2 separate regions of the Drosophila melanogaster genome follow, and region 1 is linked to region 2. Evidence: chromatin contacts called from public Hi-C data. All regions are on one chromosome and are shown on one strand. The core of a region is the stretch at or near the end of the contact, and the rest is flanking DNA. Distances in the headings are between cores, read along the strand shown. Region 1 holds the start of DIP-epsilon (Dpr-interacting protein epsilon). Region 2 holds the start of slam (slow as molasses).

What was found. A called contact is a pair of places that touch in the nucleus more often than the background predicts.
Region 1: a Hi-C map of the Kc167 cell line shows a contact between it and region 2, with 2.7 times the contacts expected there. A contact is called at or near these places in 69 of 107 Hi-C or Micro-C datasets (the Clone 8 cell line, the D17-c3 cell line, the Kc167 cell line and 21 more) and 4 of 7 datasets of targeted methods (the Kc167 cell line and the S2 cell line).

What each region holds. Positions count from the first base shown.
Region 1 is chr2L:6,407,241-6,412,891 of dm6, reverse strand. It overlaps DIP-epsilon (Dpr-interacting protein epsilon), which reads left to right and starts at 1,566. Exons shown (of 10, transcript NM_001144327.2): 1 at 1,566-2,065; 2 at 4,332-4,647. The coding sequence starts at 4,509. CG13982 reads right to left here and starts at 577. Exons shown (of 3, transcript NM_135181.3): 1 at 34-577. The coding sequence starts at 188.
Region 2 is chr2L:6,369,557-6,374,763 of dm6, reverse strand. slam (slow as molasses) reads right to left here and starts at 2,376. Exons shown (of 3, transcript NM_135176.3): 1 at 2,183-2,376; 2 at 1-1,468. The coding sequence starts at 1,187. It overlaps Nepl4 (Neprilysin-like 4), which reads right to left. Exons shown (of 1, transcript NM_135175.3): 1 at 4,574-5,207. The coding sequence ends at 4,665.

The sequences.
Region 1 (5,651 bases), core at 317-2,816, 39 kb before region 2:
GGAGTTGAGCTTCAACTAATTGGCCCCACTCACCAGAGCCAGCTGTTGGCCACCCAGGACGTGGGGGGAGTTGTCAGTGAAGACGACGTCGAGGAAGTCGAGTGGGTGGTGGAGTCGGACGTTGAGGTGCAGGCGGAGTGGGCTGGTGCGGCGGCAGCTGTGGCACAGCTGCCAAGGCATGAACCCATGGAGAAGGGGCTGCTCCTGTCGCTGCTACAAGATCCTTGCTGGCTTCGATGCGGCTGCACTTGGCATTTCACGTCACTTTTTCGCCAGCCAGGCGCCACATTTCATTACGCTCGGGTCAAGGCTCCGCGGTGATGGCCCCTTCCCGTGGGCTTTCCGATTACCCTTTTGGACTCCGGAGCCCCTTTCAACGCAACTCCACACACTCCGCGGCACAGAGCGTAACTGTTTTTCATGCGCCGAGTGCGTCGACGTCAGTGAGTGACGGTGACGCCCCCACGCTTTCTTGGCTAAATGCTCCGTAAGCCTAGTGACGGAGTTTCTGTTTGGCCCTGCAGCAGTTGGGTGGTGGGTGGTGGCCACCTTTTGAGAGTCAGCTGTTTCGACTGAGTGTTGTGGCTTTCGCGTTTTGCGCTGTCAAGTGGCTAAAGTCAACAGGAGAGCAAAGCGTCTTGTGACAGGAGCTTTCGTCACTACTTAAAGCTTAGACGGACGCTCAAAGTTAATAAATTCACGGCACGGAGCGCTTTCGACTAGCAGTAGCTTTATCAGGGGTAATAACGGGAAATGTTAGGGTATTGCAGGACCGACATGATGAAGCTTTGCTTGGGGTGTAAAATGGGAAATGTTAAGGCTTGTAGGACCAAATTGTGTGAGCTTTGTTAGGGGTTATAAAGGGAAATGTAGAGCAAAGAAACCAAGTTCTTTTATAAATTTCTCTTTAATGAAGTTTGTATTGCAGCATCCTCTTCTTAAGATAGCGATGTTAACAGCAAGCTAAAGAAGTCTTGCCTTTTGAACTCTGACATTTATGGTCACAGAACTTGGAAATGCGTTTGCAGTCCCTAGCTGTAAATGTGTTAAAGTGCTAAGCTATTATTCCATTATGCCCGCTCAAAGACCAAGTAACAAATGTTCAATGATTAGCGAAGATGAAAAACATGTTTTCACTGTAAGACAGATGAGGGAGTTTTGAGGGATAACTCAAAAATGCTTACACAAGTGATACGCCCTGCTCTATTATGTTCAGAAAGAAATAATACGTTTCTTTATTTAGCTCACATATGCACATACTAATACTGGAAATTCTGCGACCTTTGGCTTTTCTCACATTTTTTCTCTCACATGATGAACATAAAATTTAACCCGCCGCATTAGCTGACGGAACGGATAGTGGAGTGGTGCATTAAAACACTCGGCGGATCGTTGGATTGATTGTTCGCTGTTTTCGGGGCTGTTAGTAGCAGAAAGTGCTGTTTGGCTCTGCAGCCAGGGCTATAAACATATGTAAGCTAACATAAATCACGGCCAACCGCAACATTTGTTTATCTTTTTAACATGCCGCAGCCGAAGTGAATCGCACGACGGGATGCTGCTGCCAGTGTGAAATCGGCTGTCGTTTCGTTCGGTTGTCGTTAGTCTGCGGTACCGCATCCGCATCAGTATTCGCAGTCGCAGTCGCAATCGCTTTTGAATCCCGAACCCGAATCGGTAACGGTATCAGAACCAGAATCGGTTTCGTTAGACGTGCGTGGACGTGGTCTTTCTTATTTGCACTGGCCAAATAGTTTAAAATAGTATTTTCGATTGGCATTAGTGGCGGCGAATGGTTGTTGTAAATCAACTGCTGTGAGTGCTTTTATTCGATATCCCATGCCATTTATGCACCTCCGCTGCCCACCGGAGGAGCTGCTGGCTTTGTGACGGCGTCTGTGTGTCTGCCGCGTGGTCCCCTAATTTAGTTATGTTGCAAAAACGGAGAACGGCAGAGGGAAACATGAAAATCCGTTGTTATGTTGTCTCGCTGCTCTATTTATAAATTGATTTGCTGATTCCTGCCGACATCTGACGCCCCATCCAGCAGCCAGACATTGCCACGGTGAGTTATTAGTTTCTGGAAGCAGGGCGACATCGGATGGAGGAGAACGAAGTTGCAGATGGGGCATCATTGAATAGTGAGTTCGCAGGATGGCCTGTTTAGGGAGCTGCATCTTTTACAAAGGATCCTTCCGAATTGGTTTACATCTGCTGGGAGAAGCTGTGCAGGCAATTGATTGCACTTTGAATGTTTCATTAGCCGGCTTTCAAAATAATGCGAATTGTATGCAAATCTAACTTCAAATTTAATTTTCTTTTTGTTTCATTTATGAAACTAAGTACTAAATGCGTAGCAAATTATTATTATTATTTACATGGCCAATGGCATCCTCGTAAAGACCAATATCTACTTGTTTAAATTAAACCATCCTCTGTCTTTATTTCCAACTTAAATTGTGCGTTTCCAGTTCCCGCGGCACAGTCTGACTCAGATATTTATATATCTTCCTGACGGCCGTCTACGTGGTGGCAATGTGCACCGAAGTGCAAAAGCCGGCTACTATATATGTAAACAAACGTGCAGAAATCTGCAATGATTGTCCGATCGAAAAGATTAATATACCGTGGAATGAAATCGTTTTAAGAGGTAATACGAATTTACGATGCGCTGTTTGCGGTTAGTGTGAAATTGAAGTTTTATGTTCACTTCAGTAATAAATAAACACAATCGTCATTAAAAAGTTAGCTCTAAAGATCGAATCCTTTGGGTGACACAAGCACTTGGTTGAATTCCCTGTGCTGTGGAAAAGAAAAGAAATAATAATTATAATTAAATAATTAATTTCATTTTGATTGATTGATTCGGTTCGGTGTGATTATAGTGCAGAAAGGAAGCACTCCTTTCTCATGCTATACGTACTTTTACCCGAAGAATACGATAGAAGATTTCTGCGCCACGGGCTTGTTGCTATTATTCGTTATTCATTTTTGCGTGTGAAAGGAAATGTAAATTGATTTATTATGCAAAAGCGAGTAAATGCTCCCTAGGAGACGGAAAGACAGAGCAGAAGTCAGACCGGCGGAGCATTCACCGCTGGCTCCTTTTCATCATGCGGCTACATCACTTCGAAGATGTGGGAAATATCCTTTCTGTCTGCGGGGCACAAACATTGCTGTTTACAATGATTTAAATGCATTACGAATTCACGGTCCATTTACATTTCGCGGTTAGTTCTATGGATGCAACAATCGTCGTCGCGTGAAAATACACCAGACAATACATTTTGGTGTACCAAACTATCACGTATTTATGTCATTCATACAATAATACATATATTTTTGACCATCAGTTGGTTGCTTATCAATCAGGTGAACTTTGGGTCATTAACGCTTAAATCTAAAAAACACATTTTATAAGAAACAAAATTGAATCTTATAAGATGTCAATGGTTCACTAAAATCTTCCTCAGCATAACGTTCAAAATCTTTGTTTAGATATCACAACCAAAATGAATGTTAAGTCGGCCGGCTTAGAAATCAATTAAGTTTGCAATTCGGTTTCAATAACCCTTACTTAATGGAAAATCCACAACAGCTGTCCCCAAGGAGGCATTCTAATTGAAATGCATTCATATTGCAATAGAATGAAGAAATTGACGAGACTGGAAGGACCTCCATGGGTTTACTTGACTGCCGTAGCCGGAGTGTAAAACAACAGCTGACAGAGCAAATTGCTTTTCGCTTATGACACGAGCAGGAATTAAAAACAAGGAAAAAATTCTTCTATGCATGCATGCAGCAAAACAACCACGAAAAGGAAGCTGATAATTCTGATGGTGACGATAACGTTGTCCCTGGCATTTGAACGGATTTGAGGTCGTTCGGAGACTTAGGGTTCGTCACTGCTCTGATATCTTCCTAATGCTGATCCTCTTTATTGAAAACTCCTTAATCCGTGAAAAAGATGCAAGCCAGGTGTGGGTCTGGTTAAAATGGCTCATAAAAATCTTAAGCATAAAAAATGGTGTGTCCGCTCGTCTGTCCGTATGTATGATATACAAAATCTCTTCAACTATTATAAATTTGAAAGCTTAGATTAAAGTTTATAAGATATGATTAAGTACGGTTGTAATCAATAAGCCGTGTAAAGGGTATGGGATAGCCGTGTAACACGAAAACAGGTCTCATTCCTTGCGGTAAATGGAAAATTGAGCAATGACAAATTAAATGTACACTTAAGCCTAAAAGCATGAAGCCATGTATAATTTCTTTTTTTTATTAATATTTTCATCAATAATGGCAACCTATAATTTCTCCTCATATTTCAGGGGTAGCGTGCATAAAAGCCAATCGCAATTAAACGTTGATCGATTCCAAAAGCAAACACAACATGAGCCGGAATATACTGTAATGCTGCACAATATTTGTACGCAATAAATAATTAAGTTTTCTTAATTGAAAAGCTAAACAACGGTAAAAAAAAGGGGCATCAAACTTACAGCAAAATGGCATACCACCTCGAAGCGATTTCTTCGTTTCTGTATGTGGGCCTTGGTTGCCTGATTGCCTCCTCTGTGGCACTAAGTACAGATACTGGAAGTGAAGGCAACGCCGGTAACGTCGGTGGCTCAACCCTAAATAATGGTGAGTAAAAATAATATTTAGGAAATTAATGTTATGTCCTTTATTATAATTATACTTATTGTATCACGAAAGGAAAACCAAAAAATTCTGTTTAAAATTATACTTCATTCTATAGCAAACAATATAGTTAAAATGTTTGCTGCAGATTGCTCTTTTTTGGGGTTTTTAAATGCAGGGAACGATAATAATAAGTATTTGTATTAATCAAATAAATGGACTTAATATGTGCAATCATCATTCTCTTTTCAATTTGTAATTTATCCGGAAAAGTAAAATATTGGTGCACTAAGCTTTATTCAATTAATGGTAAATAATGATGATTGTAATTTTAAATGATGTAAACAATTCGATTTTTATCATAATCAGATATTCTGCGCTATTTACTTATAATAATAAGGGTTTTATGGTAAATAGCATGGTCCACCTATTTATTACTTTTAGTGTATAATATTATTGCTGGGGGTTGTGTGATTTGACTGAACTCGACCATATCATGTAAACATATCATTTAAGAATGAAAATGCATTAAACATAAAACGCCTCGTTTGATTCGAAATGCTCTCAAAAGGAGCGCGAAAAAATGTAAAAGAACAAATAGTCGAATAAATCTGCACAATCTGCTCCTCAAGTTTGCGGCCTGCAAATGTAATTTTCATTAACGTTATTAATATTTTCATTGCTCAGTATTTTACGTAGCATACTTCCTTTCCCACTTTAAATACCCCAGAACCACCCGCTGGTGGGACTTTCATTGGAATAATAACTTTATTATGACGCGTGTTGTTGTTGGCTTAAAATTTTCATGGCTTAATAATTGCTCATTTCACTTGCAGCTGCCTTTTGTTTGGATTTTATTATATTTGTTGTTATTGTTGTTAACAATTATGAGGGCACTTAAATAAATTTTATTGCTGTCTGCCTTTATTTGTTCAACGACGCCTACTTCAACTTCTTCGCCCCGCGTTGGGCGCCACACAAATGAAATTGACAATTATACGGTGACC
Region 2 (5,207 bases), core at 1,127-3,626:
GCGGCGAGGTTTCGCTTCTGGGATGGCTCTCGGGCATGTTCATCGCTCTGACGATCCAGGCATCGGCGGGGTCGTGGCTGTGGAGCTCTGCGCTCTGGACTTGGCTTGAGGATCACAGTCAGGGTGCTCACATGCAGCTGGGAGGTGCATGTCTCCGTTTTGCTCTCAGTCGTCTTGGGGGGAGAGACACCACCTGGTCGCGGTGGCGATCCCGGCTCCAGGATACATTTCGCTTCCAACTCCTGGGCGAGATGCTTAACACTGGCTTGTCGTTCAGCCACCACCTCCCCTCGTGCCACCTGTTTGTTTACCTTCTCCTTGAGATCTGCGGCATGTGCAGTGAACTTGGGGTGCTTGGCTGCCATGTCACCGATGAACTTGTTGAACAGCAGGGCTTTGTCCTTCACGCTCAACTCGCGGAAAACTTCCTCGGCCACCAGGCAGGGTCCTTGAACTGGGGACTCTAATGGCGACACCAGGCGGTTCTGTGCCTTAACCTCCGGCGACATCTCATTTTGCAGCTGAACATACTGTGGTTCCTCTGTACGTCGCATCACCTGGCTGATCTTGGAGTTAAACAGCTGGGCCATCTCCTTGACCTTCATGGGCAGCGACGCGGATACCTTTCTGGAAGCCTGATATGCAGAGCGTGGCGTCTCCATCTCCGGCAGCTGTTCGTATTTCTGCTTGAGCTCGCTGATCTTTAGGTGGCCACTACCCACTTTTGGCTTGGGCGGCGTGACCGGATCCGACTGGAGGGCCAACTTGGCAATTGTGCTGGCCACTTTACCCGTGTTACCCGCTGCCTTGGTGGTACCCAGTGTCTTTGTTGGCGTCACAGGTACCTCTTCGTCGAAGTACTTCATCAGATTCTCGATGCTGGACAAGTCCAGGTCGGTAACCTGCACTCGGCGCGGTGATGCAAACGAGTTTTGGTACTCCAGGGCGGTCAGGAAGCGATCATCATCCAGCGAGGAAATCTCGAAGAGTTCCTCCCTGGTCATCGTAGCTCGGAGCAGGCCACAGGCGGTGCTGGCATCTCCGTGGCGGCTGGAGCGACGACGTTCCTCGATCTCCGCGTTCAGCTGCAGTAGCTCGCTGAGATCATCACTGTTCATGGCTGCCGTGTCCACTACCATCTGGTTGTGCTTGGACTGGTTGTTCGGCGTGGAATTGCTTAGGACCATTTTGGTATTAGTTTGCTGTCTTGTTGTTGACGTTAGACGTTTCAGTTTGTAACTGTGGCTTTCTGGCATTTTGCTAATAGCTTATATACAATGATCAGGTAAAATATGGATTGGGTGCAGATTTTATTGCCCACCCACTGCCTCAGATTTTCCTTAATCCAACTAGCAGCGATCAGGTAAGATTAACAGCCGCAGCTGTCGGATCGATGGATTTTCCTCGCGCTAACCGATATTTAATTATTTTCGCGAACCTTTCCGCTATAAATATATATCCAGGTGACCTGAAACAAAGAAAACAGGTAGGTAATATTAGGGCTGTGCAATAGATGTAAAATGTAAGGTTCTGGAAAGAAGGGATAACCGAGGATTCACTCGAAAGACAGCTGACGGAAAGTCCTTAAAATTTAAATTCCAATTATTGCAGTAACTCAGCGAAATCAACTCCCAGCATCATCATTATACTGCAACCGAACGAATTTTCCGAGAAAAATGCGAATGTTAACAAGACCCAGGCGAATTGCAGCCACAATAAAAATCACACACTGAAAATTCTTCATCTGACTATTGCTGAAATTTGGAGCGAAAACGAACCGAATTCAGGACCCCAGGGATAAGCAGAACTTTGCTTGCAGTTTGCCACAAAGTGACTTTCACACCGACAGAGCCATAAAATGAAATCAGGGGCTGAGATTTGCGGATGCTCAGGTGGCAGAGCTGGAGCTGATGAGTTACAGAGCTACAATGATAAGTTCCATAATGGGATACATCTTTTAACTGCCTGATATTTAACGATTTTATCTTTAATTTTTGGTTTTAATGCGCTTTTTTACTTTTAGCAAAACGGAGTGCCTATTTTTTTATCACAAAGCTGAAGTTGTTTACATGGGAAGGGTATACTTTCCAAATATTCCAAATTTTCAAGACAAAAGCGTTCTCTAACCCTTTTTTGGGCTTTCTAAAACAGGCCGGCTATTTATATAAATTAGTTAACTTACTTTGTTAAGGATTTCCTTGTTGAACTATGATCTACTTTAGGCAACACAGTATTTAACACGCACAACTTCATAAACAAATTACAAATTAATTTTGTAAACAAAAGACCGCGAAAAAGCGTGGTTATTTGCGCCAAATAACATAGTACATTTACATCGATCTAAGGGCTCATTTGCCGGCTTTACGGAATATCACAGCTGATAATAAAGCCAATCACCACGAATTAAGAATCAGCTGATTGAATCAGCATCAAAGCTCAGTGCTTTTTAAACCGTAAACTAATCTAGACTTTAAATATCATCATGGGCTCAAGAAAATGATTAGAATGTCAATAACTTATATTCTAGGCAGACCAGTGAAGATATGAGAATTCGATGGCTATTAACGGCCAAAACGGCTTACAACTCAATGATACGATAAATTCAAACGGATTGCTCCCGTGGCCTGAATTCTATCAGACGTGCCTTTATTGGTATCTGAATATATTGCTATTTAAGCCAAAAGAGGCACACCAAAATCATTCAGATGGACAGTAGTTGGTCAGTTGGCAAATACCCCAAATGACAAACAAAGCAATCCCCGAAATACCATTCGACGGTGAAAAACATTTACAAACATTGTGGTCGCCAACAGCAGCGGCAAAAATTTAGTGGGTGCTTTATGATAAACTCATGTGGCTGGCGTTCCATATCCAACTGGAATGGACGGGGACGCAGTGGTTCCACTTGCTAAGTAGCCACCGCTTCTGTCGGCGACACCGGAACGCGAATATTTGGTTTCAGATTTTGGGCACTCAATGCAGGGCCATGCAATTTTGAAAATCTGAGCGGCGGCATGTACCCCGCTTTATCAGTGCGGGTTAATTAGACACTACCAGTTCTGTAATGTTGGCAATTATTTCATTGCCGCAAAATCCGTTTACTCGCATAACATGCCCACAATCGGTCTGAATGACGATGCGCGACTTGTAATTTCATCAGCCCTATCAGTCCGTCCGTCCGTCTGTCAGTCTGTCTGTCTGTCTGTCTTCCAGTGCGCCACCTTCGCTGGCAAATCAATCAATTCCGCACAGACCCACATACATACATACATACTTACTCCGCCGAGCGAGCGCACGTGACATGGAACCCCGAGTGGCGGGCAAGACCGCCGGAATCCGGGGGTCAAGGAACGAACCTCAGCCGAGCCGAGTGGAGCACCGCCGTGGCGATCAGAAGCAGCGAGTTTGTTGCTGGCTTCCGACTAACACCACACCATTCGCAATTCGCTGCTCCGATTGCGTCACTCGGCTTTCCGCGTTCCGCTGGCCAAGCGGTTTATTTTAAAACTAATTATAAGCCAGCCCAAATATAATGCACAGCCGCTTTGAATTACATGAATGAATGAAATTCAGCACTGATAAGCCGTTCGACGGAAAGAGGAACTGCTGGCCATATCGCAATAGCCCACACTCAGCATAATGTAGCCGCGTTGGATGAGCTCTGGAATTCAGACTGCTAAAGATGTGTTTATCCTTTACATTTTGCTGACTCACAAGAAACTAGAAAATAATCTGAAACATACCAAATTGGAACCGCAGAATATTGATTTAGATGACTGAGCCCCACACCCCATTTCACATGAGTAGCTCGAGTGTCTCGAGGCATACGTTCTTTATCGCAGAATCAATTCAAGTTTCCCGTTTCTAGTCCATTTGTGGGGCAAAGACAAACGTACGGTCGCCCATTCATCGGAAACAACCACGATTTGGGGCTGACCGCTGTTTGACACGCGGCTCACGCGCTATCATCCCGGCAGGTTGTTAATGGCCCATTAATGCGGTTGCCAGGCGAAACCGACCGCTTGCCACGCGCCTTCAAGACCCACGCGGCGTATGAGCGATTTGCGCGACGACCTTCAACAAGTTGCACAGTGCAACCACCGACTTGGGGCCGGGATTTGGAATCTAAGTCGGATTCTGGATGGTCGTCGCCCTCTGGGCTGCCGTCTGCTCCGCGCAGGATGGGTGTTAATTAGCAAATAAATAAAAGCACGCCGGGTAACACATACGCACCGTGGGCAAGCAAGGAAAAGCACACGTGAGCTCTTCGGCAGAGGAAATCGGCAAAAGTTCAAGGTGCACAAACAGAGTCGAAACATTTTGTACTTTTAAAAAGGTTCTCGCTCACACTGTTAAATATTTCGACTGAAGGAAGCATCCCATTTTCTTTATTTCCTCTGCGTAGGTGTGAGTACCTACCCCCCTATTTTTTCAGTGCCTGACAGCGAACATCCTGGAAGGGCATCTACTGCTCACCGATGTCTTGTCTATCACGTTGCACACGTAATTGAAAATTAACTCAGTCCGTGTCGGAAAATCCGCCCGACAGATGCGAACCGCATACGCAATTGCTAAGCATAGAAGTTTATTCACAATACTTGGGTTCCTAATTAAAGCTATACACCGACTAGCAGTGGGAGTCACCGACCGTCTCTGGGCATCCCTCACCAGAAGGGACACTGGTCCGCGCTGGTCATTCCGGAGCCAACATGGCACCGGAACACCTCTGCGAACTGCGGCACCTGGCCGAGGGCGTAGTTCAGCCGCTGGCTGCCGGAGTCATGGTACTGGTCGCCCTCGTCGCCGCAGAAGAAGTGGGCGAACTGGAGGAAGTACAGACGCCCGTTGCCCGACCGAGTGAGCCAGTCGCCACCGTAGGTTTGCATGGCCAGCCGGGATCCGCTGACGTCGGAGGTGCGCTCGTTTAGCATAACAGCGCTGCTGTTCAGGCATCCAACCGCTCCGTTGTAGAGCTCCACTTCGCCCAACTGGTCGCTAAAGTTACGCAGATTACCCTGCGCATCGTAGTCCACCAGATCGGTGTCGAAGGCGTGCATGATCTCGTGGCCCAGGGTGTTGGCCAGATCACCGTAGAGCAGCGCTGGCCAGAAGTTGGCATCGAAGAAGGGACGCTTTACGTAGGAGTACGGCACGAAGATGATGTTGCCCAGGCAGTAGAAGTACGGCGTGGCATCGATGTTGTCGGG